2 separate regions of the Rattus norvegicus genome follow, and region 1 is linked to region 2. The links are chromatin contacts, called in public Hi-C maps. All regions are on one chromosome and are shown on one strand. Each heading gives the region's core, a stretch centred on a gene start, on an enhancer-like site or on the middle of the called end of the contact. The rest is flanking DNA. Distances are from core to core; before and after follow the strand shown. Region 1 overlaps Cmbl (carboxymethylenebutenolidase homolog). Region 2 overlaps Marchf6 (membrane associated ring-CH-type finger 6).

Region 1 (6,597 bases), core at 3,975-6,474, 73 kb after region 2:
TGCTGAAGTTGTCTATCAGCTTTAGTAGTTCTCTGGTGGAACTTTTGGGATCACTTAAATATACTATCATATCATCTGCAAATTGTGATATTTTGACTTCTTCTTTTCCGATCTGTATCCCCTTGACATCCTTTTGTTGTCTGATTGCTCTGGCTAGAACTTCAAGAACTATATTGAATAAGTAGGGAGAGAGTGGGCAGCCTTGTCTAGTCCCTGATTTTAGTGGGATTGCTTCAAGTTTCTCTCCATTTAGTTCAATGTTAGCTACTAGTTTGCTGTATATGGCTTTTACTATGTTCAGGTATGGGCCTTGAATTCCTATTCTTTCCAGGACTTTTATCATGAAGGGGTGTTGAATTTTGTCAAATGCTTTCTCAGCGTCTAATGAAATGATCATGTGGTTTTGTTCTTTCAGTTTGTTTATATAATGGATCACGTTGATGGTTTTCCGTATATTAAACCATCCCTGCATGCCTGGGATGAAGCCTACTTGGTCATGGTGGATGATTGTTTTGATGTGCTCTTGGATTCGGTTTGCCAGAATTTTGTTGAGTATTTTTGCGTCGATATTCATAAGGGTAAATATTTTTTAAATCTACTTCTCTTCCTCCTCCATTGTTTTCCTTTGCACCCTTCTGTTTATTCTCCCTCTCCCTCTCCCCCCCATCTCCTCTCTTTCTGTCACACCTTGGCTATATGTGAACCTAGTTTAGAATTCTTCCAGGAGTCAGAATTTAATGTCGTTAGTTTCTTTTGTTGTTCACCTCTTTGAAGGATGTTTTAGGTGTGAATGTACATGTGCTTCCAAAGTAACTTCACAGAACCGATCGTGGTTCTGAAAGCAGTGCGAACAGGAGGTGGTGCCTGGGGAAGGGGGGGGGGGGATGCTCACAAGGGCCAGCTCATCTTAGCATCTTATGAGAACTGTCTCTCTGCTCCTACCACATGAGGGGACAGGGAGGAGGTGACATCTGTGGGTTAGAAAGAGTTCCTGCTACAGACAGCAGTTAGTGGCTCTGCCACTCTCTGGGCCTCTCTGTCCGCCATTTTGGACAGTGTTCTGTGGTTGCTTTTGAGCTGTTGTCTTGCTACAGCAGTGTAAGTGGGCTCACAGGTCTGCTTCTTCTTGAGGCTGAGCTCCCTTTTACCCTGTCCTCCTGAATATACACAGTGTAGATGGAGAGCTCTCTGCCATCCATTCTGCAGAGACTCACTGGCCTTTAAATGTACGGTCTCCCTGGTAACTGACTTGCAAAGCATTTGAGCGTTTATTAGTTAGCTTTGAGACTGGGTCTCTCTCACAGTCCAAGCTGTCCTCAGATTTTCTAGGTAACTGAAGGTAACCTTAAACTTCTCATCTTCCCGCCTCTATCTCACACCCAAATGCTGGCCAGGGCCTGGCTTTTTTCAGGCTCTCTGTGTCTTACTCAAGACTCACACAGTTTCCAAGTGTCAAGGGAATGCTGTTTAAACAACACAAAGCAGCAGAATGGGTCAGATCCACCACCAAGCATGACAGTGGGGCATAAGGCTGAAAAGGGACCTCAGAGTTCTGATTACGGCTTGGGCCTTCTGTTTGTGGAGTTCGAGAAGGGGGGGGGGTTGGTTAATAGGGGGATGGTTTGGGTGGTTTTCATTTTGTGTTTTGTTTTGGAAACAGAGTCTTATCGCATTGCACTTGCTGTTTCTAGAACCTTGTAGATCAGGCTGGCCTCGAACTTGCAGAGATCTGCCTACCCTGCCTCCCAAGTGATAAGATTGTGCAACCGTGTTTTGTTTTTGTTTGTTTTGTTGTAGTTTCTCTATTAAGCTGTATAATCTTTTCTTTACTGTGCAAGTCCCTCCCCATAATGCTCCCGATTTAATTACATGTATGCTCAATCATGAATAGGCACAAGAGGTCAGAGAGAAGATTCTCTCTAAGTTCATTTAGAGGATACAGTTTTCCTTACTGCAAACGTTCCCCCCGCCCAAACCAGTTGAAACCAGGTCATCCCCTCCTACTGTAACACAACTGGAGCATGATTGACTAGACTCGAAGTTTGATGATTGTTAAGGAGAGGGGAAACATATTCCATTGTTCTGAGGAGTTGCATATATAGTTTGATGCCAAGGGAGTCCTAGGTGTTAACAGGTTGCTATGGGCATTGTTCAGAGAGGGTATGCATGCATAGTATCTACAGGTAAGGTTTCTAGGCTGCTAGGTATGTCATTAGAAGAGAGTGTGGGATTGGAGAGATGGTTCAGTGGTTAAGAGCACTGGCTGCTCTTCCAGAGGTCCTGAGTTCAATTCCCAGCAACCACATGGCTCACAACATCTGTAATGGGATCAGATACCCTCTTCTTGTGTGTACTATTGTATTATTATTATACATAATAAGATAAATAAAAATCTTTTTAAAGAGAGAGAGAGAGAGAGAGAGAGGTATATGCAGAGCTCAACCCAAGTGGAGTCCTAAGTTGCTAAACTATTCCCTATGCTTGCCTGACTTCATTGGTTTTACAGGTGTGCACCGCCACACCTGGTTTATGAAGTGCTAGGGATCTAATTCCAGGCTTCAGGCATACGAGGTGAGTGCTCTAGCAACAGAGCTACATTTCCAGTTTGACTGACCTTAGCCACCACACTACTGAGTTTATTTATAGTTTATTTAGCACAGATTATGAACCACTTAGATATGAACCACTCAGCATGTGATGAATATTTCATTCCCTCTGTAGCCTGACGTCAAGACCCCAATGGCTAACGAAGCTAACCCTTGCCCATGTGACATTGGTCACAGGCTAGACTATGGTGGCATGGGCCAGGAAGTTCAGGTTGAGCACATCAAGGCATATGTCACCCGGTCCCCTGTGGATGCAGGCAAAGCTGTGATTGTTGTCCAGGATATATTTGGCTGGCAGCTGTCCAACACCAGGTATATGGCTGACATGATTGCTGGAAATGGATACACGTACGTATGAAGTTCTATTCTTTGTTTAAGTTTATGTGAATTTCTGTGGTCTGTTTTGTTCACTTCAGAAAGAAAAAAAAACAACAACAACAACAAAAAAACCCAAAACCCAAAGTGGCTTGAGTTATATTCTTATTTATATAATCTATCATAGCCTTGGTGATCAGTGATGGGAAGTGGGAACTGTCCTTTGAGATTTAACTCTAACCTTGTAGAGCCAACTCTTCCCAACAGAATCCCAGGACATCAAGTCCCCAGGGTACCCAGCCCTGCAGACATGCTGAACCGAGGGTCCTCTCCCCGTGAAGGGCTCCATCCAGGCACAGGGCAGCACCCCTATGCACACTCACCTGTGGACCTTGAGGAATCCCAGCCTCGGGGTGATTTTCACAGGTCTGCTGGGACAGTGACTCAGAACGAAAGAAAGTCAGGTAGAGTAGATGAGTGTCATCGAAACCTGCTGCTGTAGGTGTCACGTGACAGCTGATGACAGTCTTAGCTCTTACGTTGGTGGATACTACTGCTCTGTTAGTGCATTCCAAAGGATTTAGGTGATAGCCAGGAGGCGTTAGGTAGGTCAAACGCAGAGTGGTCATGAACAGATTATGAGGGATGAAGACACCCCAAGAGAACTGAGTCCTGGACCTGCAGCATTCCAAACTCTCCACAGTGATGACATCCCACTCAGTTCACTCGCATAGCACTGACTTTTGCATGGGTGAGGCAGCTTATTATTATAGAAACTTGAGTTCCTAGTCCAAAGAAAGCTGGAAGTCTAGGGCAAGCCCATCTTCTTTCCCCCACTGAGATTAGAACCTATCAATGCATGAGAAGACGTCTTTGGGGAAAGTGGGACATTTTCTGGGGAAACCTCTAAGTAAACCTATAATAGCTAACATGGACAGGAACCACACTCTTCCAGCAGCCCTGGGAGGGATGAATATTACTGTCCCCATATTGCAGATTGGGAAGTCAAGGCATGAAGCCAGAGGTTCTCAGTTGCTCTGGGTGAACAGTAAGCGGCTGCTTGAATGGGACAATGCCTGTTGTCGTAGGAGAGTCCTTAGGTACAGGGAGGATATATAGCACAAGCAGAGAACTAACTAGGCCTTCCAAGGCTCTGACCCATTCATGATACTCATTTACTTATCCTCAAGCCATCTGAGCCTAGATGGTCCACACTTCTGTCTGTCTGGTCAAGAATGGGAGCCCAGAGGCTAGAGAGATGGCTCAGTAGTTACAAATACTCCATGACTTGGCAGACAACCCAGGTTTGGTTCAGACAACACACATGGCAGCTCACAACCACATGTAACTAAGTACAGGGGATTTGACCCACCTTCTGGATTCAGCAGGCACCCGGTATGTACGTAGTACACACAATACATGCAGATAAACACTCATAAAAGTAAACACATATTTTAAAAGTGTGAGGGATAAAAGTGGCCAGTTACTTGTCAAGTTCTCTCTACAGTACAAGGTGGTACTAAGACTTCAACTTGGCCTGTCAGACCCAGGCTGTAGTGCTCTGCCTACCTGTACAGCAGAGGGGCTTGTCTTGGGAGGAGAGAGGCAGGATTGCGAATTGGAGTCCATGGTTCTTCTAGAAGCCAACTCAGGATTGAGCTAGGGCCACAGTCTCCCAAGGTAGAGAGTTACCTGCAGCTGTGTTTCAGGGACCAGGCCCTCTGCTACACTGCCCAGTCTCAGATTGCTTGAGGGTATGTAAAGTAACTAGTATTAGTAATGTCCATGATTTCCCAACTCTGAGTTGCCTATGGCTGGGCGATGTATTATTTGATCCTTCATATGACTTGTATGTGTACACAATGATATATATGTGTGTGTCTGACTGAAGGTTCATGCTCACCACTGTGAGCATTTAGAAGTCAGAGGACAGCCTCAGATGTTAGCCTTCACTTTGTTTACTCTTCTCATTGCCTGTTCTAGAACCTGCTGTGGACCTTACTCGTGGGGCAGGAGACTGTCTGGCAGCCTGTGCAGAGTCTGGGGCAGTATGACTCTATCACAGTGACTGGCGATCATTGAGAGTCCTGGGCTGGCTGAGAGGATCAACTAACTCTATCGAGGCAGGAAGGACCTTTGGCAGGACACACCCTTTGCCCATAGGTCCAGTTTTCCTTCCTTCTGCACTGGAATAGCTCTTGAGAAGTATCCCTGCTAATGGCCCTCTCACTTGCTAGAGCAGGGTCACACCAAACTGCTGGAAGCTGTGTACTTGTAGTTGTGGAATCTGAGGCAATCTGGCCCGCAGCAGATGATCTCTGTTGCAATAAAGGGTGGCCTTCGTGGCCAAGGATTTTCCTTCCCTCTGCCTAGAATTGGCAACCCGACGAGGCATTTAATAAACCAGGACATTGAGTCCAGGTGACTCAAAGGTTGATTCATGCCCATATTTTACAGAACTATTGTCCCAGACTTCTTTGTGGGTCAAGAGCCATGGGACCCGGCTGGTGATTGGTCCACCTTCCCTGAGTGGTTGAAATCAAGAAATGCCAGAAAAATCAACCGGTAAGTTTTCAAGAGGCTTGGTTTTATATTTATTGTAGCCCAGGGAAGGGACAGACAAGCTGAGCTTCATTGGATTTCTTCCCTCCCTCCCCTCTCCTCCTCCCCCCTGCATGACTTCACTTGGCTCTAGACAGAGTCCTTCCAACAGCATTATGGGAAAGAGTTTTGGTCCACCACACTATATGGGCTGAGGATAGAGGCTGACATGTATTACTTGCCACACTGCCCTGGTGAGCATACCTGCTCACTTCCCTTAGAAATCATGAACTCAAAGTCCTGCCTGTATCCACCTAGGTGCTTGGTTGCAAGTGATAGATAGAACACCTATCCCAAGTGGATCAGCAGTTAAAAGAGCTATTGGTCTATAGACCCAAAGAAAGTAGTTTGGGGTTCAAGCAGGAATCGATCCTGCTCTCATTTGTTCATCACAGCTTAGCTTCACTTCCTGTATGCTGGCTTCATGCTCAGGAAGGCCCATCGCCTCTCTCTGAGCAACCTGAGAGCATCACCCCCTCCCCCATCCTCATTGATTCTGTAGTCTATCCTGAAAACCCATCATTCTGATGAGGAGACTGCTCTTCTCTGATTGGCCCAATATAAGCCACAGAGATTTAGTTCACTCCAAATTCTACATTCCACCATGAAAGCAGTATCATGAAGATTTTTTTTTGTTGTTGTTTGTTTTAATAGTAACAGAACAAAGGTAGATTCCAAATCAAGACACTTTCCAAATACATTGGTGGACACATTAATTAGGCAGTTATAGCTAGTAGAGAAATCTCAGCTGTAGGACCCAGATGATATCTGGTAGCATTCTTAGCTCTTTGATTGGTGGAGTATGCGGTTTTGTTGAGTTGATATATTCCAAAGGTTTTCTTTCCTCTTATGTACTTATCAGGATGTTAGGTTCAACTTTATCTGCTAGTTACAGGAGTTAGAGTCAATACAGAGGTGGACAAAGAATGCCTCACTAATAGGCTAAAGGTAGCTCAGGATCAGGCTCTAGACCTGCAACTTCCCAAGCTTTTTACAGCCACTGAGTTTTAAGCAGTCAGTCAGCCTTCAAGTCTCAGCTTCTTTCTAGGATTTCTGGTTCTCACCACCAAAGAAA
Region 2 (6,880 bases), core at 537-3,036:
ACCAAAATAACATGCCAGGTATTAAACTATGAATAATTTCTTTTGAAACTTTAAACGTATATAACAAAAGTTTTCAAAAATAGTGATATAGGGCAAGTTCACGGAAATGATTGTTCTTATTATAGAGAACAAAATTGAATTTAAGAATTATACGATTTTCCAAATGACTTACCATTCTTGATGAATAAACTTAATACTGCCAGTACATACACAAGGATGGTAAAGAGGTTTCTCAGGTGTTCCTTCTGACCGACACACTCTACATATATCTGATAACAGAGAAAAAAATGGGATTACCTTTGGGTATGGCTTTTATATAAAACAGACCAACAAAACCAGAATATTTTGTGCTAAAGGTAAAATTCATCGCATTAAATGAAGGAGAGCTGAAAATTATGATAAACCTTATAGTTAAGGATGCATCTGAACCCTTGGCAGGGAATAGGGAGGCAAAGTTTAAAACAGAGGCAGAAGGAACACCCATTCAGAACCTGTCCCACATGTGGCCCATACATATACAAGCCACCCAATTAGATAAGATGGATGAAGCAAAGAAGTGCAGGCCGACAGGAACTGGATGTAGATCTCTCCTGAGAGACACAGCCAGAATACAGCAAATACAGAGGCGAATGCCAGCAGCAAACCACTGAACTGAGAACGGGATCCCCGTTGAAGGAATCAGAGAAAGGACTGGAAGAGCTTGAAGGGGCTCAAGACCCCATATGAACAACAATGCCAACCAACTGGAGCTTCCAGGGACTAAGCAACTACCCAAAGACTATACATGGACTGACCCTGGGCTCCAACCTCATAAGTAGCAATGAATAGCCTAGTAAGAGCACCAGTGGAAGGGGAAGCCCTTGGTCCTGCCAAGACTGAACTCCCAGTGAACGTGTTTGTTGGGGGGGAGGGCGGTAGTGGGGGGGAATGTTGGCCCGGAAACCGGGAAAGGGAATAACAATGGATATGTAAGTAAGAAATACTCAAGTTAATAAAGATAACCAAAAAAAAAAAAAAGAAAGAAAAATGTAGAAAAAAAAAAAAGGATGCATCTGAATTTACGTATATTCCTTCAAAATGGATTAAAACAAGTTGTTCCTTAGAAAGGTCTGTAAATTAAATTGAAAATTAAAAAACACATTTAATTTATCCACATTTGCATTTTCCTGTAACAATCAAATAAGTAGAAGAATCATAGCCACAAATAATAGTGTCCAAACGGTGTAACTTTTAAAGTCTAAATTCAGTTCTAAGGGTTTAAGCAACACAAAAACATCTGAGGGAAGGAAAAATGAGAACAAAATATGACATAAATGAAAATGCCAGAATGAAGCTCACTGCTTTGTATGCCAACCTAAAATGTATTTTTCTAAATAAGATTATCTCTAAAAATGTTCAGGGATCTAGAGAGATGCTTCAGGGGACTGGATGCTATACCAAAGGACTTAGATTTGATTCCTAGCACCCATTTGGTGGCTTACAAATGCCTGTAACTCTAATTTCAGGGGACCAGATGCCCTCTTCTGGCCCCCATGGGCAGGGCACATGCAGGCAAAATACCCATTGAGATAAAAAAGAAATATAATTTTAAAGATAATATTTTTTAAAATCCTATCTGAGGACATAAGATGGAAACAGTAGAAGAAACCACAGTAGATTCCCCTTCCAAGCATGTACGTCCACACACACTTAGGATTTGGGGACAGCACCTCAGGACCTTGCAGACTCCTACCAGATGAGGAACAGGAAGCTTCTTTAAGCAGAAGCTACAGAAGCCCAGGGCTGAGGAGTCAGCAACTATGGAACGCACTCCCTGACCCAGCACCAAAGGGCTCTAGGCACACACATCCTCTGCCCTCCCATCTGCTGTGGCCAGCAAGCAACACAGAAGAAAACCTCAAGAGATCTTTTGTGCTCTCTTGTTCATTTCTCCTAACATTCTCCTGTTCAGTGCCTCATTCTGAAATTTGACTATTGCTATTACTTAAGACTATTTTCTCGGCTGACCCTCACAGCCAAGTGACAAATAATCCCAGGGCAACAGTCAATGTGCAAAAGGGACAAAGGCATAATGTTTGTTTCGGACTTGCTCTCTTACAGGAAATTCCACACTCAATGGAAAAAATGGCAACCCTGATGATTCGGGCTTCACTAATGAACTGAGAAAGGGCCCGTGGTATCCCCTGGATTAAAGCACACAAGTTGAGGACTATGCTGCACCATCCCAAACACTTGGTATCATCACAGACTTTCCGGTTGCTCTTTCTTGAGCGACAGAATGCCATTTATCCAAGCTGAGGGACACTGAATCATCAGGAAAACCTAATTGGTTAGTACACTACTCTCCCTGGTTACCAAGCAACCATATAAGTCTCTTTACCTAAATGGAAAAGTCACATTCCCCTGCCCACAAAAGAGCTATCTCAGAGCTCAGTCTCTGTGGTAGAGTTCACTGAGGTTCCACTCACCGCCCCCTTTCCTGCTTGGAGTTAGTGATATGTATGCCCCTGCCCTCCTCTGATAGCAGTTTAGCATGCCCCTCTCTGTGAAGTGAATGAAGATTCCCCATCACTTGGATTCCAGGTTAGTCACTGCCACAGTAGACAGTGCAACCAACACATAAAGGTGACAAACGCAATGGTGCTTGCAGCTGATCCATGTTATCTTCAAGTACCAGAGCCTCTAGCACCATGGATGCAGATAAGTATCGTGGATAAATTACTAGTTACCCAGGCAGGAGATAAATGCTGCCCAATGTCACCACCATACTGAGTACTGACACAATTATTCATTACTGTAGATCAGCAAAGTAGACAGGATGATGTTAATAGAGATGGAACAGCCCTGGGTATGGTAACCTGTATCAACAGCCTCCTTTGAGAATGCTCTATCAGAAAATGATTCAAAGAAAGACAGCAGTAACACAGGCTCACACAAATGGGGTTGTCACATTATTCACCCTCCAGGGAGGGACATAGTAACTGGTCAGCTACTAAGTATGAATTGAGAAAGGGCAAACAAAAATGGAACTTACTAGTACACTGTAGTCAGCAAGATACAAGTACAAGGATGAATGAGAAAACACATAGGCATAGCTGACTGGTCCAAGGCAACTCAGCTCTGTGTGAGCTGAGAAAGCAGCACTGGGACCAAGGCAATGGCAAACTCCATGGGTGTTAATCTGTATAGAAAGGAGCCTGTGAACAAGGGAGGACTGAGGTAGGGAAATCTTAGGGGGTCCAATACACACTTGGAGAGGACACTGATGTTTTTCAGAAGGCCTCCATTCAACTCAGAGACAAACCAACGAACACAGTGTCATGCACAGACAAACCAACTTAAACTCAATCCCCAAAGCTCTTAACATAACACTAATGTGTAGCAGAGACCTGGATCCTTAGAGTTTGTAGAGTCCCTTCCTTATTCAAAGACTGAAAGGTCAGAACTGCATTCTAACAATCCTGAGTAGTCTCTCTTCACTCACTGATGAGCCAGTTTACAGAGGTTTCTTTCTAGTCTTTCTTTCCTTTTCTTTTAAGATAGGATCCCATTATGTAGCCCACGTTAACCTTGAACTCAGTGCTCTCCTGTGACAGTCTCCAAATGCTCCAATTTATCACCACATCCAACTTACAGTAGCATCTACAGATAGCACATGATACAACATATTGGATGCTGCCACATATTAAAAAATAAAGAGCTGTTGTTCTATTAGCTAGACATTAAACACAATTGTAAATATAAACTAGGCTTGGTGCCACACTCCTTTACTCTAGCACTTGGGAAGCAAAGGTTGGTAGATCTCTGCACTCAAGGACAACCACAATCTACATAACAAGTTCCAAAACAGTCAGTCAGACTCAGACTCAGACACAGACAGACACAGACACAGACACAGACACACACACACACACACACACACACACACACACACACACACACACACATTCTCTCTCTCTCTCTCTCTCTCTCTCTCTCTCTCTCTCTCTCTCTCAACCAAATTGGAGGATTTAGGATTTAGAAGATACAGTTTCTTTGCGTGGGTTTTGTAATTGTTTTGGTTTTTCAGGTCAGGGTTTCTCTTTGTAGCCTGACTGTTCTGGTACTCACTTTGTAAGTGAGGATGGCCTCCGACTCAAGAGACTTGCTTGCCTCTGCCTCCCAAGTCCTGGGATTAAAGGCTTGCACCACCAACACCCAGCTCAAAAGATACAGTTTTATGAAAAATAGTATGTATGTTATGTATAAAACCATAATGAATGAATATGCTATTTAAATTAAATGATTCCATTTTATTTTCTAATATAACAAGTAAAATTCTTACACGTCTTTAAGAGTATAAACATATGTTAAAACCTCAAAAGTTTGAGAGCCAAGGACTAGGAAGATATCTGAGCAGGTAAAAAGCATGCTTCATTTAAGTCTGACAAGTGCAGTATGACCTCCAGAACTCATGTAAAAAGCTCCATGCAGTTGCCTGCATCTGTATAGCAAGATGGGTGAGACAGACAAAAGCCTGGAAGCTCACAGACTACCTATCCTGGAGCACATAGCACAGCAGTCCCTGTTTCAACAAGCAACTCCTGAAAGTTATCCTCTGACCTCCATACATGTAGGGGATGCAGGGATGTATGTACTTGTAGGTGCTTGCTTTCTCTTTCTCCCTTTCTTACTTTCTAAAGTTTGAGAACCACTGCTCATTAGTAATTGTTCTGATACATTTTTTGGCTCTTTGGAGGGGGGGGGGAGATAGAGAGAGAGAGAGATAATAGTAATGACCCTTTCCAAATATATTGGTAAAATTATTAAGGGCCTCCCACACTCAGACGAAATCTATAGGGAAAAAGGAAGGTAACTGTAGACTGCTCATCCATTTCGTTTCTGACCATGGAAATCACCTTTGCAAGTACAAAACAAAATTATATCAAAATGGAAAAGAAGCAACGCCTAAATGAAAATACAAACAAATCAATAAACCCAAGCATATACCATGGCTAGCCACAAAAGAGAAAGACACTTTAAGGCAGTAATTTGGAGCGGGTGAGATGGCTCAGCAAGTTAAAGTACTTGCTATGTATACCTACCTGACAGATGGCTTGAGTTCTATTCCTAGTACCTTGTGTAAAGGTAAAAGAACAGAACAGATGCCTCAAAGTTGTTCTTTGACCTCCACATACAGTGTGTGATACACCCATGTCCACAGATACACAATAACAAAGAGAAATACATAATTTTAAAAACTATGAAAGAAAAAGAAAAACCAGCAAGGAATGGATAGCTTCAGAGACTAATAGCATCTGCTACTCTTGCAGGGTGTGGTTCCCAGTACTCATATCAGACATAATGCAGCTCTAACGCCAGTTCTAGGACTTCTGACATTTCTGTGAATACTGGCACACAGAAGTGCACATTTATACAAGCAAGTACATACACATACACAAAAATAAAGAAAGCTTTATTATTTATTTATTTAATGTATATAAGTACACTGTAGTTGTCTTAAACACACTAGGAGAGGGTACCTGATCCCATTACAGATGAGCCACCATGTGGTTGTTGGAAATTGAACTCAGGACCTTTGGAAGAACAGTCAGTGCTCTTAACCGCTGAGCCATCTCTCCAGTCCAAAATAAAGAACTCTTAATAAAAAAAAATTAAGACCAGCAATATACTCATACATCCCTCATAGACTATATTCTAAGACAGAGGATATACAAAGACATCCTAAGCATAATTATTAACTGTTAATAAAAAAGCAGAATAGAAATATTATGATTATTTAAAAACTTAAAGGACAGAAGCTACAAGAAGGCTCCAGTATGTGACTAAACTTAATGCATATACAAACATAAGAAAACTGACATTAGTGATTTTCTTATTTCACTGGTCCATCTTTTAGCATGATGAACACTGCACTGACAATACGGGAAAAGAAAGAACTCAAGTAGTATTTGTCTCAACAGTCCCAAAAGTCAACAACTATTCAACTTTTACCACTGCAACAAAGACAAATACCACATGAAAAACTGTGATCCTAGCCCTCCCTCTGCCAATGAAAGCCCAAGACATCAACCACCTAACTTAGCAAAAACACAACTCACCAAGAAGGCTTTAAAAAAAAAAGGCTAATAGGAATACAACTTCCATAAATAAGCCACTTTTTCAATCTCAGGCAACAAGAAGGGCATCCTTGGGGATCCGGAGAGCCTAAAGGGCAATAACAAAGCACCACTACTGACATCGAAGGTGGGAAGAGACTCACCTCCAGCTGCCAGCAATGAGGCAGTGCCTCCTCTACCTGCATATCATAAAAAACAAAACCCCAAGCATTTTAATAAGAATGAAACTTAATATAAACGATACCATCAAAAAACCACTCATACCAAGCATAAGGAAAACCCCAGTCTAAATTAAAAACCTCAGCCAATAGATGTTGCAGCTATCATAAAAATGATCCTGTGAACAATGACAAATCTGAAAGATGAAAAACATCAAAACAATGGAAGATAAAGAACCCATTATAACAAAAACCAAAATATTTACTAAAAACGAGATAGTGAATTTAAGATCAGACAATAGGAACTTCTGGATCTCAATAGAATACTTGTAAAAATCTGTAAAAAAGACTTCAGTGACTATGTAACAAAGTATGTAATGCTTTTGGCAGCAGCATTCAGGAGGTAGATTAAACAAAGTTAGCAAGCAAAACTCTTCTTATCCACAGGAAACAAATGCCAAGAACAGTGAGTACTTGAAACTAAGAACAATGTCAAACCCTACGTATACTATGCCTTTCTTATATGCACAAAATAATGTAGGGGCACTCAAAAACACACACACGCAGTAACAGGAAAGTTTGAGTAACAAGAAACAGGCAATT

What was found. Hi-C and Micro-C count contacts between places; a contact is called where the count stands out from the background.
Region 1: a contact with region 2 is called in a Hi-C map of liver, with 4 times the contacts expected there. The contact joins two enhancer-like sites. A contact is called at or near these places in 5 of 12 Hi-C or Micro-C datasets (the A7r5 cell line, hepatocytes, kidney and 1 more).

Annotation. Positions count from the first base shown.
Region 1 is chr2:84,290,702-84,297,298 of GRCr8, forward strand. Cmbl (carboxymethylenebutenolidase homolog) reads left to right here. Exons shown (of 6, transcript NM_001008770.3): 2 at 2,722-2,954; 3 at 5,379-5,486. The coding sequence starts at 2,740. Among named protein-coding and RNA genes, the nearest start is that of Cmbl, 14 kb to the left of the region's middle. Within about 2 kb of position 5,225, at least 9 of the 93 cell types and tissues checked have an H3K27ac peak or open chromatin away from gene starts, as enhancers often do. A contact at or near this core is called in liver, where this site is marked.
Region 2 is chr2:84,221,170-84,228,049 of GRCr8, forward strand. Marchf6 (membrane associated ring-CH-type finger 6) reads right to left here. Exons shown (of 26, transcript NM_001305274.1): 2 at 173-269. Among named protein-coding and RNA genes, the nearest start is that of Marchf6, 19 kb to the right of the region's middle. Within about 2 kb of position 1,787, at least 12 of the 93 cell types and tissues checked have an H3K27ac peak or open chromatin away from gene starts, as enhancers often do. A contact at or near this core is called in liver, where this site is marked.